Linked DNA regions of Sus scrofa: all the other regions are linked to region 2. A link is a contact called in public Hi-C and HiChIP or PLAC-seq data. All regions are on one chromosome and are shown on one strand. The core of a region is the stretch at or near the end of the contact, and the rest is flanking DNA. Distances in the headings are between cores, read along the strand shown. Region 1 overlaps JARID2 (protein Jumonji). Region 2 overlaps LOC106507125 (a long non-coding RNA gene). Region 3 overlaps LOC110261780 (a long non-coding RNA gene). Region 4 overlaps LOC110261780 (a long non-coding RNA gene). Region 5 holds the start of JARID2 (protein Jumonji). Region 6 has its middle 110 kb from the start of JARID2.

What was found. A called contact is a pair of places that touch in the nucleus more often than the background predicts. HiChIP or PLAC-seq counts read pairs in DNA pulled down with a chosen protein or histone mark.
Region 1: a Hi-C map of skeletal muscle shows a contact between it and region 2, with 5 times the contacts expected there. The contact joins two enhancer-like sites. A contact is called at or near these places in 2 of 47 Hi-C or Micro-C datasets (epiblast stem cells and skeletal muscle) and 1 of 2 datasets of contacts at active chromatin or transcription factors (skeletal muscle).
Region 3: an H3K27ac HiChIP or PLAC-seq map of skeletal muscle shows a contact between it and region 2, with 6 times the contacts expected there. The contact joins two enhancer-like sites. A contact is called at or near these places in 2 of 47 Hi-C or Micro-C datasets (embryonic fibroblasts and epiblast stem cells) and 1 of 2 datasets of contacts at active chromatin or transcription factors (skeletal muscle).
Region 4: an H3K27ac HiChIP or PLAC-seq map of skeletal muscle shows a contact between it and region 2, with 6 times the contacts expected there. The contact joins two enhancer-like sites. A contact is called at or near these places in 2 of 47 Hi-C or Micro-C datasets (embryonic fibroblasts and skeletal muscle) and 1 of 2 datasets of contacts at active chromatin or transcription factors (skeletal muscle).
Region 5: a contact with region 2 is called in an H3K27ac HiChIP or PLAC-seq map of skeletal muscle, with 9 times the contacts expected there. The contact joins the promoter of JARID2 here to the enhancer-like site in region 2. A contact is called at or near these places in 4 of 5 promoter capture datasets (fetal liver, fetal skeletal muscle and liver), 17 of 47 Hi-C or Micro-C datasets (brain, embryonic fibroblasts, epiblast stem cells and 9 more) and 2 of 2 datasets of contacts at active chromatin or transcription factors (alveolar macrophages and skeletal muscle).
Region 6: a contact with region 2 is called in an H3K27ac HiChIP or PLAC-seq map of skeletal muscle, with 14 times the contacts expected there. The contact joins two enhancer-like sites. A contact is called at or near these places in 2 of 47 Hi-C or Micro-C datasets (embryonic fibroblasts and fetal heart ventricle) and 1 of 2 datasets of contacts at active chromatin or transcription factors (skeletal muscle).

What each region holds. Positions count from the first base shown.
Region 1 is chr7:11,418,156-11,420,855 of Sscrofa11.1, forward strand. The region is part of intron 2 of JARID2 (protein Jumonji); the gene reads left to right. Among named protein-coding and RNA genes, the nearest start is that of JARID2, 61 kb to the left of the region's middle. Within about 2 kb of position 1,321, at least 11 of the 83 cell types and tissues checked have an H3K27ac peak or open chromatin away from gene starts, as enhancers often do. A contact at or near this core is called in skeletal muscle, where this site is marked.
Region 2 is chr7:10,448,236-10,450,935 of Sscrofa11.1, forward strand. The region is part of intron 1 of LOC106507125 (a long non-coding RNA gene); the gene reads left to right. Among named protein-coding and RNA genes, the nearest start is that of CD83, 100 kb to the left of the region's middle. Within about 2 kb of position 1,331, at least 2 of the 83 cell types and tissues checked have an H3K27ac peak or open chromatin away from gene starts, as enhancers often do. A contact at or near this core is called in skeletal muscle, where this site is marked.
Region 3 is chr7:11,095,623-11,098,322 of Sscrofa11.1, forward strand. The region is part of intron 1 of LOC110261780 (a long non-coding RNA gene); the gene reads right to left. Among named protein-coding and RNA genes, the nearest start is that of JARID2, 260 kb to the right of the region's middle. Within about 2 kb of position 1,414, at least 19 of the 83 cell types and tissues checked have an H3K27ac peak or open chromatin away from gene starts, as enhancers often do. A contact at or near this core is called in skeletal muscle, where this site is marked.
Region 4 is chr7:10,985,788-10,988,487 of Sscrofa11.1, forward strand. The region is part of intron 1 of LOC110261780 (a long non-coding RNA gene); the gene reads right to left. Among named protein-coding and RNA genes, the nearest start is that of MIR9807, 230 kb to the left of the region's middle. Within about 2 kb of position 1,329, at least 8 of the 83 cell types and tissues checked have an H3K27ac peak or open chromatin away from gene starts, as enhancers often do. A contact at or near this core is called in skeletal muscle, where this site is marked.
Region 5 is chr7:11,356,899-11,359,598 of Sscrofa11.1, forward strand. JARID2 (protein Jumonji) reads left to right here and starts at 1,345. Exons shown (of 19, transcript XM_021100205.1): 1 at 1,345-1,479.
Region 6 is chr7:11,250,292-11,252,991 of Sscrofa11.1, forward strand. No RefSeq gene overlaps it. Among named protein-coding and RNA genes, the nearest start is that of JARID2, 110 kb to the right of the region's middle. Within about 2 kb of position 1,405, at least 10 of the 83 cell types and tissues checked have an H3K27ac peak or open chromatin away from gene starts, as enhancers often do. A contact at or near this core is called in skeletal muscle, where this site is marked.

The DNA.
Region 1 (2,700 bases), core at 71-2,570, 970 kb after region 2:
GTATCACAGTGAAAAATTGTAACCGATGGGGGTTGGCTAAATTAGTGAACATCTGTTCCCTGCAATCATTAAAATGATATGGTAGCAAGAATATTTAATGACATAATGTAGTAAGTGAAAACAGCAAGTGAGAAAATAGTATGTGCAGTTGAATCCTTTGTTGGTGGTGTAATTTAGATCGTGTATTTGTTCAGGAAAAGTAATAAAAGGACACACGCACACATATACACACACCAAAACCAACAGTGTTTTATCTGAATGATCAAAATAAGTTTAATTTTTGTTTGTTTATCCGAGAAATACCTGCTGATCTCCTGCCATATGCCAGCACGTGCTGAGTGCCAGGCACTCAGTGGTGAAGAGTAGTTGTGATGTGACAGAGGGAGGAGACAGGTGCTTTGGGAGGCAAAGTGTCCAGGGTGCCGTGGGCACACTTTCAAAGGACAGCTAAGACTTTCTGGATGTCACAGTGCAGACACCATGCAGATGGGGGTGGAGAGCGGTGTGTTGTCGAGTAAATGTAAGGTCTCCAGGTGATAATCGTGTGCAGGGGTTTGGGAAGAGAGAGGGAGGCTCAGGAGATAAGGCGTATTGTGTTTTCTCTGAGTAATGAGCATTGGAGTGTAATTTTTAAAAATGGTACCTAGAATCTTCTTCCAAAACTACCCACATCCTAAAGAGATGGAGGCAAGGGAGGTTTTCCCAGGACTGACTGACTGGCAGGGCTTGGGCTGGACGTCTCTGGTGAAATAGGTGAATATCAGATAGCTCATTTAATTTCTAGACGTGCTGCTTAAATGCCTCTGCCCCTACTACTGATGAGAGCAAAACAAGCATGTGATGTATGTAAAAATACACGAATATGAGTTTTTATCATAACTCTGCAGAACAGTGTAAAAATGATGCTTCCTGCTGTAGCCACGTTGCAGAATAAAAGTCAGAAAATCAGTATTCTTTACAAATGACTAGTCACAGTGGCAAATACCGTCTGCTGAACTTATTTGTAGATTGCATTAATAAGTCACTCCCCGCCCATGTCACCCCAGCCAAAACTGAAACGGAGATTTACATAGCAAAATACAAGGTGCCTCGAACAAAGGTGGCCCTGAATTCTGGTGAAGGGATCCTCAGGATGGCAAAAGGCCAAATGATGGGGCTGTTGGTGCCAGGTCGTGCTGGAGGGCTGGGGCTGCCCTGGCTTCTGCAGGTGCCCAAAGGAAACGGGCCCAAGTCTTCTGACAGCTCTTTCCAAGGAGATGGGTTTTAACCTCAAATACCCGGTACCCTTTGACCAGATTTAGACCAAGATGATTGTCTTAAAATAGTTCTTGGCCGTGACCCCTGCCAGAATGACTTGTAAATCATTTTGTGCCAGGAGCTGAGCTGACTTTGGTTTGTGGGCTGCTGATTCCAGGTCTGGGAATGAGGTCTTGATTCTCTGTGTCTCTACGGGGCCTCTCCCCCATAGTCCACTTTTGAGACCCTCGTGGAGTTCTTGACCTCGTGAGTGCCAGCACTGGGGTTTTGAGATTTGCCACAGCAGTTTTTAGAACTGCAGCGGGCTGTCCTCTGTAACGAGAAGCCTGTAGACTGGGGCAGGGGATTCATCTGACCCCACCCCCCAATCCAGCCCCTGCACACGCCCAGTGTGGATTGCCTGCTTCCTGCCACCCTGAGTGAGTCCTGGCTGTGGGGAGCCTCCCTTGGTTTGAAATCTCGGTTTGAAAAGGGATGAAAACTTAAGCAAGCCTCTTCTTTGTACTGGTCAATACTGGATTTGCTTTTCTGCCCAACACAGAAGTAGGTCCCATAACACAAACCATAAGTGGTACTCTGATTCAGCTTGCAAAAAAGCGCCTTCTTACTTTCCTCTTTCTTTTCTTTTCTTTTTTTTTTTAAGAAAAGATATAAATCTACTTTTTAAAAAATATCCCAAGGCCTAAAAGGGAGTTCGTGCTCTGAATATTTCTTTAATAAGTCACCTTGGACAGTGCGAAACTTGGGGGAATTTCCCCACATCTGGTCCAGGTCCCTGAATTCTGTCACCAAAGGTGTGGCTTTTGGCATTGACTTGTATTTAATTTGGGTGGCTACTCTCCAGAAAAATCACTTTAACTGGGTGAGTTGACACAATCGCCCCTCCCCTTCTTTTTTTTTTTTTAACAACTGTAAATCAGTCCAGATTTTTTTTTTTTTTTAAGTCAAGTTTACTGAAGTTGTGTACCAATGCACCCATTTTGGGCGTACGTTTTTATAACATTGGGCAACTGCCTGCACCTGGGTATTATGTGCAGCCCTGTCAACACCTCAGAAAGCGCCCACCCGCTTGCAGCCAGTACCCTGCCCTCCGCCTCCCCTTCTATAGTCCGCAGGCACTGCCCTGATTCCTAGCACCGTCCTGAAGGTTTGCAGACACAGAGGCAGACGTGTGTCTTGGTGCTGTCACTGTAATGCTTTTGCAGTTCACATGTGTGTACCAATTGTTTGTTCTTTCCTTTTGTGGCTGAATAGTCTTTTATTCTTTTTGTCTTTCTGTGCTTTTTCATGGCTTTCTGTTTTTCTGTCTTTCTCTTATCTTCTCAGATAGTCTTGTCCTTTGTTATTTCTTTTTTTCCCCTTTTTTTCTTTTTAGGGCCACACCCACGGCATGTGGAAGTTCCCAGGCTAGGGGTCCTCCGCCACAGTCACAGCAACACTGAA
Region 2 (2,700 bases), core at 81-2,580:
TGGGGGGGCAGTCTTCTTTGGGCTGCACCCACAGCATATGGAAGTTTCCAGGCTAGGGGTTGAATCAGATCTGTAGCCACTGGCCTAGGCCACAACCACAGCAACACCAGATCCGAGCCGAATCTGTTGCCTACACTGCAACCCACAGCAAATGCTGGATCCTTAAACCACTGAGTGAGGCCAGGGATCAAACCCACGTCCTCATGGATACTAGTCAGGTTTATACCACTGAGCCACAATGGAAACTCCAAGACATGTATTTTTTGAAATATTTCTGGCAGAATCTTGTTTTATTCATTGCTTCCAACTGTGGATGGTCTGCTTTCTGGCACCAGGTGACATGAAAGTCTGTGCTTTGTATAAATAATTGTTGAGTAGCTGGAGGAGGCTAGAGTTGAATGGTTGGAGAAAAGGTAACATAAAATGTAACGCATTTTTGTTTCCTCCAGAAGAGATAGTTAAGGATAGCAAGTCTCCAAGGTTGATGTTTTCATTTTGTTTTACCTTAAATGTTTCGGGAACAACAAGGAGGTTTTTTGTTTGTTTTAATAAAGCCATTGTAGTAAAAGTCAAATGGTACCAATTTGTGTGGACTGTGAGATTAACCTAAAGGAGCTGCCTGCAGACAGGACTTTGGGAGTAGAGGTCACAGAGAAGGCAGATCATATGCATCAGTTAGGTACCATATTGTTTACTGCTTGGAACAAAATCCCCTCGGCTCCCACGCTTAAGCACAGCTTCCGAGCAATTACTCAGGTCCAAAGTTTACTTCCGATTCCAGCCTTTACAGACCAGTGCTGAGCCCATCAAGTTTTATGGCAGTCAATGCATCTCCCTTCCAGAAGCAACTGGTCACAGCCATTTCCAACACAAAGCTGCTTGGTCCATGCTGTCTTCTTTTTATAGTCTGTTTCCAGACTCAGTGACCCATAAAGTTAACTTATAGCCAAGTCACAGCCATGACCAGAGCTGTTGTTTTTGTGTCCATCCCTCAAGTTCCCTGGCTTCCCGGGCAAGGCCTGTTGCCTTTTCCCAGGACATTGCTTAGAGGCAATGCATCATTCTGTTTGTCTCTTGTGGGGTCATTCCTTTTGGTCCAATCCCTGGTCCTGGGTCTTGAATCCAGACTGTTTGCTTGAAACATTCCCAAACCCTGGGATTTTCTGGTTTGCCCCCAAGAATGCCCATACTGAAGTTCTGTGCCTAGCAGGACCCTTATTAATGGAGATATGGCTCCCACTTGGTAAGTTGAGGTCAGGGCATACTGTGAGCTCCAACCACCTGTGCAAACACAGCAGTGATTCAGTGGGTATTTCTAGCTAGATGTCCTGATGGTGTCAGTTACGACCTAATTTGTCTTCTCCCCCACCCCCCCCTTCCTCTCCAAATAGGGTGAGTATATATAACAAAGAGAATGTGATAGAGTGACTTGGCCTTTAGAAAGGTGGAATTTGAAAGTTACTTAATTTAGAGAAACTCATTAGGGCATGGAGTCCAGAAATGGGCATGTGTTATTTTAGGATTACTGAGTCACCCAACCTCTTCATTTTATTGATTTGGATGGATTAGTAAGTTTCCTTGCCTTGATCAAGTTTGGGGAGCTAGTTAAAGGCAAGGCCTGGGTTGGAACACTTATCTTCTTACTCTCAATCTGGTATTTTTCTCCTTACAGAATGTTGTCTTCCATCAGAATCTAGTTTTGTTCTGTGACAGAAAGATTAACTTCACAAAGAAGGAGAGAGGACTGAAACATATCTTGGTTTTAGTAGGACTGGTGCCTGTCTCCCACAACCTATTAATTAATGATGGAAGAAAACAGGGGTTAAATCTTATCATAGACACCCCAAATTAGAATATCTTGATTTATAGAGTTTTAGGACTAGGAGGTACTATAAACCATTGAATACAGCAGGTTTCACACTGTGCTCAGTGGAACCCTGGGATCCTGCACAAGTGCCGCAAAGGCCTTGTAAGGATGAGGGAAGGAGAGTGTGCAGGACTCTGAGCCTTCTCTCCTGGGGCCACTAGAGCAAGCCTGTCTTCACTGTTGGGGTTTTAGGTTAGATTTTATCTTTTTTTTTTTTTTTTTTTTTTTTTTTGCTTTTTAGGACCACATCTATGGCATATGGAAGTTCCCAGGCTAGGGGTGGAATTGGAGCTTTAGCTGCCAGCCTATACCACAGCCACAGCAACGCCAGATCTGAGCCATGTCTTCGACCTACTACACCACAGCTCATAGCAATGCCAGATCCTTAACCCACTGAGCCAGGCCAGGCATTAGACTCTCATCCTCGTGGATACTATTTGGGTTTGTTACTGTTGAGCCACAATAGGAACTGCAGGTTAGATTTTATCTTAAAATGGAAGTCCACTTCTAAAGAAAGAATGCAAACCTTAAATCTAGTTCAAACCTCTCAATTTACAGATGAGAAAACCAAAGCCTCCAGTCTTGACTCTGGGGAGTTGCAGGGCAAGAATCATCCTATTTTAGGGATAAGGGATTCAAAGCTTAAGAGATTTATAGAAAGATACAGGAGTTCCCGTCGTGGCGCAGTGGTTAACAAATCCAACTAGGAACCATGAGGTTGAGGGTTTGGTCCCTGCCCTTGCTCAGTGGGTTAAGGATCCGGCGTTGCCGTGAGCTGTGGTGTAGGTTGCAGACGCGGCTCGGATCCCGCGTTGCTGTGGCTCTGGCGTAGG
Region 3 (2,700 bases), core at 164-2,663, 650 kb after region 2:
CTTCACACAAGCCCCTTATAGCCCCAGGAAAGAGGCAGGGAAAGCCCAGATGGGAAAGGGCCCATGTTTAGACGTCCACAATCTATCATGCCAAAGGGAAAGCAAGGAAAATATTTAACCGACAACCAAACCGGAACAACTGGGCCAGAAGGCAAACAGCGAAGGTGTGCTGAGGGATCGAGGGGCTTTCCACGCTCCAGTAGCTGCTGCGAGATTCACTTCCCCCTGCTGTCCTTCCTCCTTCAGAGTCCTGCCTCCCTCTAACCCTGGCTCAGAGAGATCCTCGGAAAGCTGCCGGGCTGATAATGTTGGCCTGTGCAGAGCTCAGGGCTTGGGCACACGGTTGAAAGGCAAATGATCTGAACCTCAAAGGCAGATTAGGCCGCTTTTACAGCACCGCCAGCTTCTGTGGTTTCTATTTTCTCCCAGGATTTTTTTTTTTTTAATTTAAAAAAAACTTTTTTAACAAAATGCACATTCATATTTTATTTCCTAAAGATGACTGAACTTTTCAACCAGGAAAATCCCCTTTAGGTCAAATAACATCCTCAACTACTACGTGCGAGTAATTGCATCATAATTTCCTTTGATGGAGAAAACAGGATGACAAAAGGCTAGTGTAGCTTATGTAACTCTATAAATACGTATATCACAGCAGCCTTGACAGATACGTGAAAAACTTATGTAGGAGACATTATTTATTCACCACCCCCAGTCTCCCCCCTGCCAATGCTGCCCTCTGTGCCGGCGCCCCCTCTTTAAGGGTTAACCTCACAGGTTGTCCTAGGGCCAGGGGTCACAGATGCTGGGACCAGCTCTCAGGGCAGACAGAGATTTAGGAAGGAGAATATTATTTCGCCCATAACTCATCTCTGCCTGTCACTTCCTCTCCTCTTAACAGTAGAGAGCAGAAATGCAGCGGACACTAGAGGTGCGGGGCGGGGAGCTGTCAGTCCTGAATCACATGGTTTCCTCATACCCACCAAGGGTGTGATGGCTAAAAGGCCCAGGACACAGAAGGTTTGAATTTTCAATGGTAGTATCTCAAGAAGAGAGTGACCAACGAAAATCTGAGATTCTCCATTGATAAAACTAGGAATAGATGGTATCTACTGAAAAAGCCAAAGCCTTGAGCTGGAGGTTAGCTACCCCTAAAGGGTAGAGTAACACACACACACACACACACACACACACACCCCAACAACATGTTTCCCGCAAGCAGTCTTTCTGACATCTACCAACACAAATGTTGGCTACTGACATGAAAAGGCGAAAAAGCTGGTACTGCAGTGTCTTGCCCTGTCTTAAGCAGGCAGTCAATTAACACTGAACGACTGAATGAGGCAGAGCAAAGCAGCCCTGGCCACCACCCAAAGGACAGCACAGGTTCTGTCACTCCCGCACCGGGACAAATTACGTCTGGAGGCTGGGCAAACTGGGGCCACGCCCACGCTCACGTCCCATCTTTCATCCAGGCAGGTCCCAAAAGCCTTGTCTGGCGCAGCTGATGGATGGCCCCGGAATGGCCTTGTCTGCTGCCAGGGTGAGGCGCGGCAGCTGTTTAACAGCCCTGCAAGTGACCCTGGTCGGGACTTCCACGGCAGGAAGCGCAGAAGAATAGCGTGTCCACTTAGAGCCACCACAAAGGCAGCGGGAGGAGGGACCGCCTCCCTTGGAAGCGGGCAGCCCGGCCTTCTAATTACTCACACACAAACAGGGGCGGGGGTGGCGGGGAAGGGAGGGGGAAGGGCTCGAAACCGCTCCCAGGGCATCGTTCCCCTGGAAGAGGTTGGGGCCTGCAGCCCTTGTGAGTGGAACACAGATCAGGAACATTAAGCCTCTGCCCGAGACTCGTAAAACGACACCCCATTCTTGGCTCGTCTCTGGTGCGTCCTGGGGGCTCCTTCAGTTGTCCGTCTCACAGGCAACTATCGTGCTATGTTATCTCCATAGTCAAAGAAGCCTCACACAGCCTGGAGCCCCTTCCTGGGCCCTACTCCCCCTGGGTGCCCCACTCACTGGTTTTCTCCCCCCACATCCTTTGAAGGAAGGAAAAAAGGAAGCAAAAACACTAATCTGAAAAGATAGCTGCACGCCAGGATTTACAGCAGCGTTATTTACCATTACCAAGATATAGAAACCACCCAAGTATCCAGCAACAGATGAGTACAGAAGATGTGGGATGTGGTATAAATACAAAATGGAATATTACCTAGCCATAAACAAGAAAGAAATGTTGCCATTTGCACAACATGGATGGGCTTGGAGGGTATTATGCTAAGTGAAATATTAGACAGAAAGACAAATACGGTATATTACTTATATGTGGAATTTCAGACCTAAAAACAAGCTAGTAAATATTGAAAAAAAGAAGAAAAAAAAAAAAAGAAACAGACCCACAGACATAGAGAACAAGCTGGTGACAACCACTGGGGAGGGGGAAGAGAGGGGTAGATTAAGTGGTATAAATTATTGTGTGTAAAATAAATAAGCTATAAGGATATATTGTACAATACAGGGAATACAGACAATGTTTTATAATAACTAAAAGTACAATATAACCTTTAAAAATTGTGGATCACCATCCTGTCCAGCTGAACCTTATACAGTATTTTACCTCAACTACACTGCAATTTAAAACATAAAATAAATAAACATAAAACACACACACACACACAAAAGGAGAACGAAAGAAGAAAA
Region 4 (2,700 bases), core at 79-2,578, 540 kb after region 2:
GTGGGGCTGGGGAGCCTCCAGATTCCGCTCTCCTGGTGTACCCTTCGCCTGTGGTGTCATGTGATTTGTACGTTTTAAACTCCTTTTTCTAACAGAGTAAAGGATCGGGACAGCAGCGCACAGCAGGGAGATCACAGCAGAAACATCTACCACTAGCTGGTGGGTAAACGGCCGACACCCTAAAGAAGTGACTCATCGAGTGGAGTTCCTGATGATAAGAGCGTAAGAGAAGGAAGAAAATCCCTCCCCAGACCGCTGAGTTCAAGGTCATGGCCACATCCCTCATCAGGTGTGGGTCTACTTTGCTTTCTCTCAAGCAGCAGGCAGAAATCCTACACCATCCACCCCGCCAACGTCCAGCTTGCGAGCACAACTGGGGGCACCTTCCCCATCGTGCCCACGCCCTGGGGACATGAGGGCAAGGACACGCTCAGTGCACTGAAGCCTGATCAGTGTTCTCCAGGCGGATACACAGGCCCTTCCCTTTCATGTGCCTCCAATCCTGCCCCACCCACACCCCCCGGAGGAGAGGAAAGCGGGGAAGACAGCGCTGTGGCAAGCAACCCAAAACGAACCCAGGCAGAACCACCATCCGCCCCCCGTGGGGCAGCCAGATGGCTCTTTCTCCGCCTGGGACCAGGTCCCTGGGAGAACCCTGAGCTCCGAGGCAGGAGGACCGCCTGTCCCTGCAGACAAACGTCAACCTCACTCTAGCTGCCCCATTTCAGCAGGACAGGGATTCGCAGCGCGTCCTTGCTTCTCTGGACCCTCGAAAAGCTCAGAGCCATTTACTCTCTTTTGCTCAACGTCCACTCTTTGCCACTAGGACAGTGTGAAGTCTGGAGATCTGGGCTCAGCATAAGACAAAATAGAGGAAGAAGCCGCAGAAAATGTTTTCTCCCGTGTGCTGCCTGGGGAGCCAGGCCTTGACTTTGACATGTGCTGGAGGTGTGGTGCCCAAAGTAAACCTTTGAACTGCTTTTTTGGAACCTCCAAAAAGACACTGCACATCAAAGGGGGCTAAGCATTTTGCATGAATCAACTACCTTCTGAAAAAGAAAGGAAGCCCAAACTCAAAGCACATTGCCAGCCCTCAGACCCAAACGTGGCCCCCTGCACATGCTCACCACATGGCTTCTCTCCCAGTTCAGTGGAATCAAGCCCCGCAGACACGCCCGGGGGCCCCATCGCACAGCAGCCATCACTGGCTGCTCCCTGCAGCCCCCCGCTCAGGATACAATGGGGCCACTTGTTGGAGGAGCCCCACGCCCCACACCCATGCCCACCTCGAGGAAGCCCGCATAAGCTCGGACTCCAGGCACGAGGACAGCCCTGCTGGGCAGCCCCACCCCAAGCGCCAGCACAGGATGCAGTCTGGGGCTGAACAGGGAGTCCTGTGTGAGCTCCCTGGCACCATGCCCAGAGAGCCACATCTTAGGCCGCTGCCCCAGCGTCGGTGGGCACAGCAAAGAATTCCAGCCCCTGAAAGGAGGCAGAACAGGGAGCAGGTCTCGAGCCTTAGGATGCATCTGCCTTCCGCCCTCCTGGAATTAATTCAGTTCACGGCAGGCAGTCATGGTGATCAGCAGCAGAGGAGCTGAAACTCAGAGGCCACCACTGCCCCAGGCGCTCCTAGAAACTGATAAGATATTTTCTTCCTGACCAGCCAGAGGAGGAAAGCAGTTTCAGGCCCTTCCCTAGCAGCTGTGCTATCTACAGACCTGCAGCTGGAGCCGTCATTGGAGAGCAGCAGGGAGTGGGCCTGGAAGGCCGCTTGCATCCTCTCCAGCCCCTATCAGCTTTCAGAGCTCTGGGAAGACGTCCGACCTTAGGATCTCACTGGAGGCACAGGAAACAGTTTTTTGAAACAAGATGCTATCATTCTTGGCAAGTGTCTTTTTAAAAGTCATTTTCTCTGGTAAGTAAAGTTCTAGATTCGGGAAAAGAAAAATGGTTGAAAACTGCTAATGCAACCTGATTGGTGAGAGTTTTAATTAGCAGTTCAAAAACTGCCCACATTCTGTGTTTTTAATTAATAGGCACAATTTCTGCAGAGCTCTACTTCAATAGGAGCTATATAAAACCAATGAGTGGGTGACATTATTCCATTCAAAAAAGAACTATAAGAAGAAGAAAAAAAGCTGAATTAGGAGGAGCAGAGAAGACAAATGAGCTGTTTCTCTGGGCTATTCCGCTATAAATAAGCACTGTTACCTAACATCTCTTGCTGGAAGCCCTTCACTGCATGACCAGTCAATCCCTTGATCCATTTTAACACAATGACATTCTGACCCTTGGGTCTAGATACTGGGTATCCCAGCCACATACCCTCATTCAAAAAAGACTGATGGAGCAAGCTATGTGCCCAGCACCAGGAAGGTGCCAAGGATGCTGAGATGAAAGAGCTGGTCCCCACTGTCCAAAGAGCTCATAGGAAATAATTGAGTAAAAAAAAAAAAAAAAAAATGCCGTATGACAAGCCCTACACCAAGTAGGCAAGTATTAAATGTCTGCAGATGGAACGCAGGGTAAGTAACAGGTGCTCCACACGTACAGGTGGGGCACAGGGGAGGGATGACCAGCTCTGCCAGGGTGGGATTCACCCAGAGATCAGCTACCTGGTGCACGGAGGGAAGGCCACACCAAGAGCTCTTCATGTTCTAACTGCTCAGGAGCCACGCAAGACCAGTTCTTAAATAT
Region 5 (2,700 bases), core at 95-2,594, 910 kb after region 2:
AGGACTTTGGCCTCTCTTGCTGTGTCCTCATGGATGAGGCCACTGCTGGCATATAAGTCCTGCGGAAGCCCTGTACCTAGAAATGTGTTCCCCCACCCTGAGACCTGAAGAGGTCAAGATAAGAGCTGGGAGGTGTTAAAATCATCAGCACAGAGAGTGAATCAGATTAATAGAAAATGAAAAAGAGGAGGAAAAAGACAGGAAAGGTAATACACGGTCTTGCCAAGATGGCAGGGAAAGGAAGCTCATCAGGAGACAGCTACTTCCACAACAGGAAAGGCTTTCAACTGCTAAAAGAGCCAATCTATTTCCCTTTTCAGGGAACACAACACTAATGTTATCCAAATCTTTTGGGAAGGAGCAATTCCTTCCTTTCCCTTTCAAGCTGAAACTGGGATGGTTTTTCAAATGTGGTGACCTGGAGTTGGTAGCCCAGCAGGGGAGTTGACAGGCCCAGGACCGGAGCAGTCCAGCCTTAGGGAGTGGCTGAGGGAACCTAGAAGAAACCCACCTTTGTTCTTTAATATTTTGCCTGGGGAAGGACAGATCCGACATTAAACCTCCTGAAAGCTGGTTAAAACCCTAAGAGTGTGGAGAAGTGGAGACTGCCAATATATGGGTCATAATGATCAGAAAGTCTTTTGAAACCACCTCCTTGTAACCTAACCATAAAGTCACTTGGGTGGCCAATAAGGAAAAGTGGAGTCTGTTCTATTGGTCCCCTCCTCAGCAAACAGCATCGGCCAAGTTTTGCCAAAGGAAGGCACAGAAGGTCATTTATTTTTCTGAATGTGAAATGAACCTATGACAAATTGTTTCAATTTAGAAAGCAGATTTTTTAAAAGGTAAAGTAATAATGAAACAATTTTAAAGCAGCATTTTATTTCATTTACCGAAAACTTTCAGTAAAATGGTTCTTAGCTGGGTTAACGTAATTATTATATAATCCACCCCACAATGCTTATTGATCGCTAATTTGCAGATGAGGAAACTGACCAGCTCAGAGAGGCCATCTAGCTTTCGGGAAGGGGCAGGGGTGATCTGAAACCCGGTCTCTCACCTCCAGTTTCTGAGACCTTCTTAGACACTGGGTTCTCTTTTCGAACATTGCTGTAGACAAAACCTCACAACTGTGATACTTTAGAGGTAAGGCGAATCCAAGGAATGAGAACTGAATGTTACGGGGAATGAATGTGAGGGCGCAGTCATCCCACTTTTCATTTCTTTAAAGGACTGCCTGGGAGAGGCTCATTTTAAACACTACTTCTGGAAAACCACGGTGAAAACGAGGAAATTGACAACGCAGAATGGCTAAGAGCGACTTGGCAAAGTTGTTCAGAAAGCAAAGGCCATAAGAGAGACACGAGGGCCTCCGGCTTCGTTTCCAGCAACGATGAGGTCGGCACCACAAGCCAGAGGCAGGTAGAAGGCAGGCTCTCGCCCGGCTGCCGCGGTTGATACTCCCGATGCTTCCTCGCGGTGAGCACGTCTGTGGGGCTCGGGGTCCGTACGCCACCGGTCTCCCCCTCGTTTTCCTCTCGCTCACAGGCGCAAAAGACGCCGGGACCAGCCGGGACCCAGCGCGATCTCCTCAAAGTCGGGGGGTCTTTCGTAGGAGCCGGCGACGAGGGGCTTCCCTTTTGGCCCCCCTGCCCGCACCCCCGACGTCGACCTCGCGCGCCGGGAGGTGGCCTTTCCGAGCGTGGGGGCGCGTGCGGCCGCGGGGCGCGTGCAGAGGTGACCTCAGGGTCCCCCGAGCCCGACCGCGGCACGCTCCGTGCGAAAACGCGAGGCGGTGTCCTGAGGTGACACCGGCTGCGCCGCCGAGGCAGCAGGCGCCGCCGATCAACTAGTTCGCACCGAGGATTCCTCTTGGTGCGTGGCCCAGTTTTCCTTAGGACGGGCTCCAACCCCTCGCTGCCACCGCCCCCCGCGCCGCCCCGCTCCGAGGCCTTCCCCGGAGACGCCGCGCGTCCCTCCCCCGCCGCTCGGCGCGGGCCGGCGCGCGCGCGCGCGCGCGATTCCTCGATTCCACAGGCGGTTCGCGCCGTGGGTGGGGGCGGGGCGTGCGGGGAGGGGGGCGGCCGCCGCGGGGGGAGGGGGGCCGTGGCCGGGAACCTGGGGGCGGGGGCGGGCCGGCGTGGGGAGTTCCTCGCTCGCGGACCACACGCTCCGCGGGCCAATCCCGAGCCAGCCTCTCGCAGTGTCACACGCGGGACACGTCCAAGCGTTTGTTGGCAGAGCCTGCGATGGGGAGGGGGAGGGGGCGGGGAGGAGGGAGGGGGGTTTGAGTGACAGGCTTGCGGGGCAGGCTGGGAATTGTAGTTCTCAGCTCCCGTGGCCATAGCCATTTTGTAGTCGGGAGACTACAACTTCCAGAAGATCGAGGGGACCATTCTAAGGTGCCCCGGGAATAGGCGGCTCTCCCCGGGGCCGGGCGTTCTGGGGCACTGGCACCCAGCAGCCCGGCTGCAGGTAGACAAGAGGGCAATGGCGGGGGTTAGCGTGCGGCGGCTGTGGGGTGAGCGGCAAGCTGGGGAAAGGGGGTGAGGTGGAGCGACCGAGCGTGCCATGCATTGAGCTAGGGAGCCTCTCTCAATTCCACTCCTAGGCTTGGCGTGGGAGCGATTCTTGAGGGGTAGCCTGGGCAAGGTTCGTCGAGGCCTCTTGGATGTCTGGTCGACCCAGCTGCAGGGGTCC
Region 6 (2,700 bases), core at 155-2,654, 800 kb after region 2:
ACTCTATTATTAAAATAAGCACATGGACGTTCTCTCGTGGTGCAGCAGGTTAGGGATCCCGTGTTGTCTCTGCTTGGGTTGCTGCTATGGTACAGGTTGATGCCTGGCCCGGGGAACTTCTGCATGCTGTATATACATAATATATAATAAGCACACATAAAAAATACTGGAAGGAACTATGCCAAATGTCAATAGTGATTTTGTTTGGGTGGTAGAACTACTAAAATATTTTTCTTCTTTTTACCTTCTGCCTTTTTTAAATGCCAGTATTATTTACTGACAGCAAAGTGCACAGGTTTTAAGGGTACGGTGAGTTCTGACAGGAGTTCCCGCCGTGGCACAATGGGTTAAGAATCCAAATGCAGCAGCTTGGGTCACTGCAGAGACTCAGGTTCGACCCCTGGCCCAGTGCAGTGGGCTTAAAGGATCTGGCGTTGCCACAACTGTGGTGTAGGTCACAGCTGCAGCTCAGATTCCATCCCTGAGCCGGACACTTCCATAAGCTGTGGGTGCAGCCGTGAAAAAAAAAAGTTCTGACAAATAGGTATACCAACACCGATATCCCCAAAAGTCCCCTTGTGTGCTTATCAATCTCCCTCTCTGGCCAGTGGCTACTATTCTGATTTCTCTCTCCTCAGAGGGAGGAATTAAAGATACCTCCTGCCCATTTTAGAGATAGACGCGACAGGTTTTTGGATTGGCCTCTGACCTGCTTTCGTGCTGCCTTGAGACTTTTTTTGAAGCGGGGAAGGAGCTATTGAGGAAGAAGCCAGAAGCCCCCAGCAGGAGTGAGCACCGGGGCACCAGCATCCCGCAGGAGACGTGTATGAGCAAAAATGGGGCCGAGAGAGGAGGCGGTGGCGGGGGACGAGCTGAAAAAGAGCTTACAAATTGTGAAGAGAAATCATGGCATTTATTTCTAAATGACAAGTCTTTATCTTCCTCGCCCAGGCCTATTTGTTGACAAGCCATTCTGTCACAATGTGTTGGTCAGACCCAGGGAGGCCCGGCGTTCTGGCGGGGCATCAGGCCTTGATCTTGTCTCCGGTGGAATTCAGGAGGCTCCCCTGTAAGCAATCAGCCTCCTAATGGGCAGGAGGCACCTCTGGGAATGGGAATTTGACAAGGCTTGTCAAAGCTGTCAGGCAGCGGCAGAGTCTTTCTCATTCTCCTGTTCCCACCCCGGGAGGGGAACAGCTCCGTGGGCTCTGCCAGTCCTTGCAGGACAAGAGCTGAAACCACAATGAAACGCTGCTCCGACATGAGCGGGGCAGACGCATAAATCCGTCACATTAAAAAACATCTGGATGAACAAAACAGGAGCAGGCCAAGTGCACAGTGTACCTCGGGGCTGTGGGAACAGCCTATGGGGAGCCCAGCTGAGTGAAGGACACCCCTTCCCCCCCCCCATTCCCTATCACTGGGCAGCCGGGAATTAAAATTGCCTAAGAATCAAGCAGGTGGCAGGGGCCTCTCTGGCAGATAAAGGTTATCTAAGGATAGGCTTTTCCCTGAGGCTGTTACGTTGTCTCCCTCAGCTCCCTGAGAATTAAATTCACAGGGGAAGCAGTCACACCCTTCCAAGAAAAGAGGGCCACTGGGCTGAGAGGCGCTGCAGGAGGAGCTGGGGCTGGAGGAGGCGGGGTGGGGGGCTCTCCTGGACCCAGGGCCTGGGTGACGAAGGCCTGGCCTTGCTTCCCCCCAGAGAGCCAGGGCAGCTGGAAGCCAGAGCAGGATTGTCCTAGGCCTCGCCTCTGACTCCAGTTTAGTGCAAAACCAAGAAGAATGGGGGCAGAGGGGAGGAGGTAGACATTCCATCATCACATGATCGCAGGACCGGCCCTTCGGGACTTGATGAATGTCGGAAGATGAGACGAGATCTCAAGCTGCAAACAAGTGTCTTCCTCTTTCCTCCTTCGCACAAACCCTGACCCTTTCACCACACATACGTGCCCGCCCCAGTCCCCGCTTATCTGTCCTGAAGAGGAACGTGCTTTCTGAGCCCTGAAACCTGTCTTCCCTTAATTCTGCTGCTCAGAGTGAAGCTTCCCCTGGTGACTGATGACAGAAAATTGCTTATTTCAAGAAACATGGAACCCCACTTGCAGACAATGGCCTCCATTCTGGGTGCTGTTTCAGAGGCTTCTGCCCAGACAGGAGAGCTTAGCGAGTGCTTTGAGGCGATCCTGAATGAGGGGGAAGCGGGAAGAACCGATTCTCTAGAATCCACCCGGCCACACACACACACATGCATAGCCTGGCCCAGAAACCGCACCACGTGACTCAGATACATGGGGGCTTCTAATTACTTCCCTGTCTAATTCATGCTAACACAGCAATTAGCGATAAAGCTCAAAACACTCATACACATTAGCCTGATGACATTTAATTATGACATTAGATGTATTGAGATATGTAGCTTAGCAAGTAATAAGAAATCTACATGTATGGCCAATCTAATCTGTGGTGTTAAAAAAAAAAAATACAAGAAAGCCATGAAATCCTCACTTTGTCATTAAAAGAAAATGGGGAATGGGTACATTTTTATGTGAAATATGCCATTTCCTGAGGCTGACTAGGAATCCGGCCTCCTTGGCCCAGAAAACATAGCTTGGTCTTTATTTGTGAGCAAAGAAGAGAAACGAAAGGTAGATGGTACTTGATTATTGCTCCATACTCTGCCTCCATCCTGATTTTTAG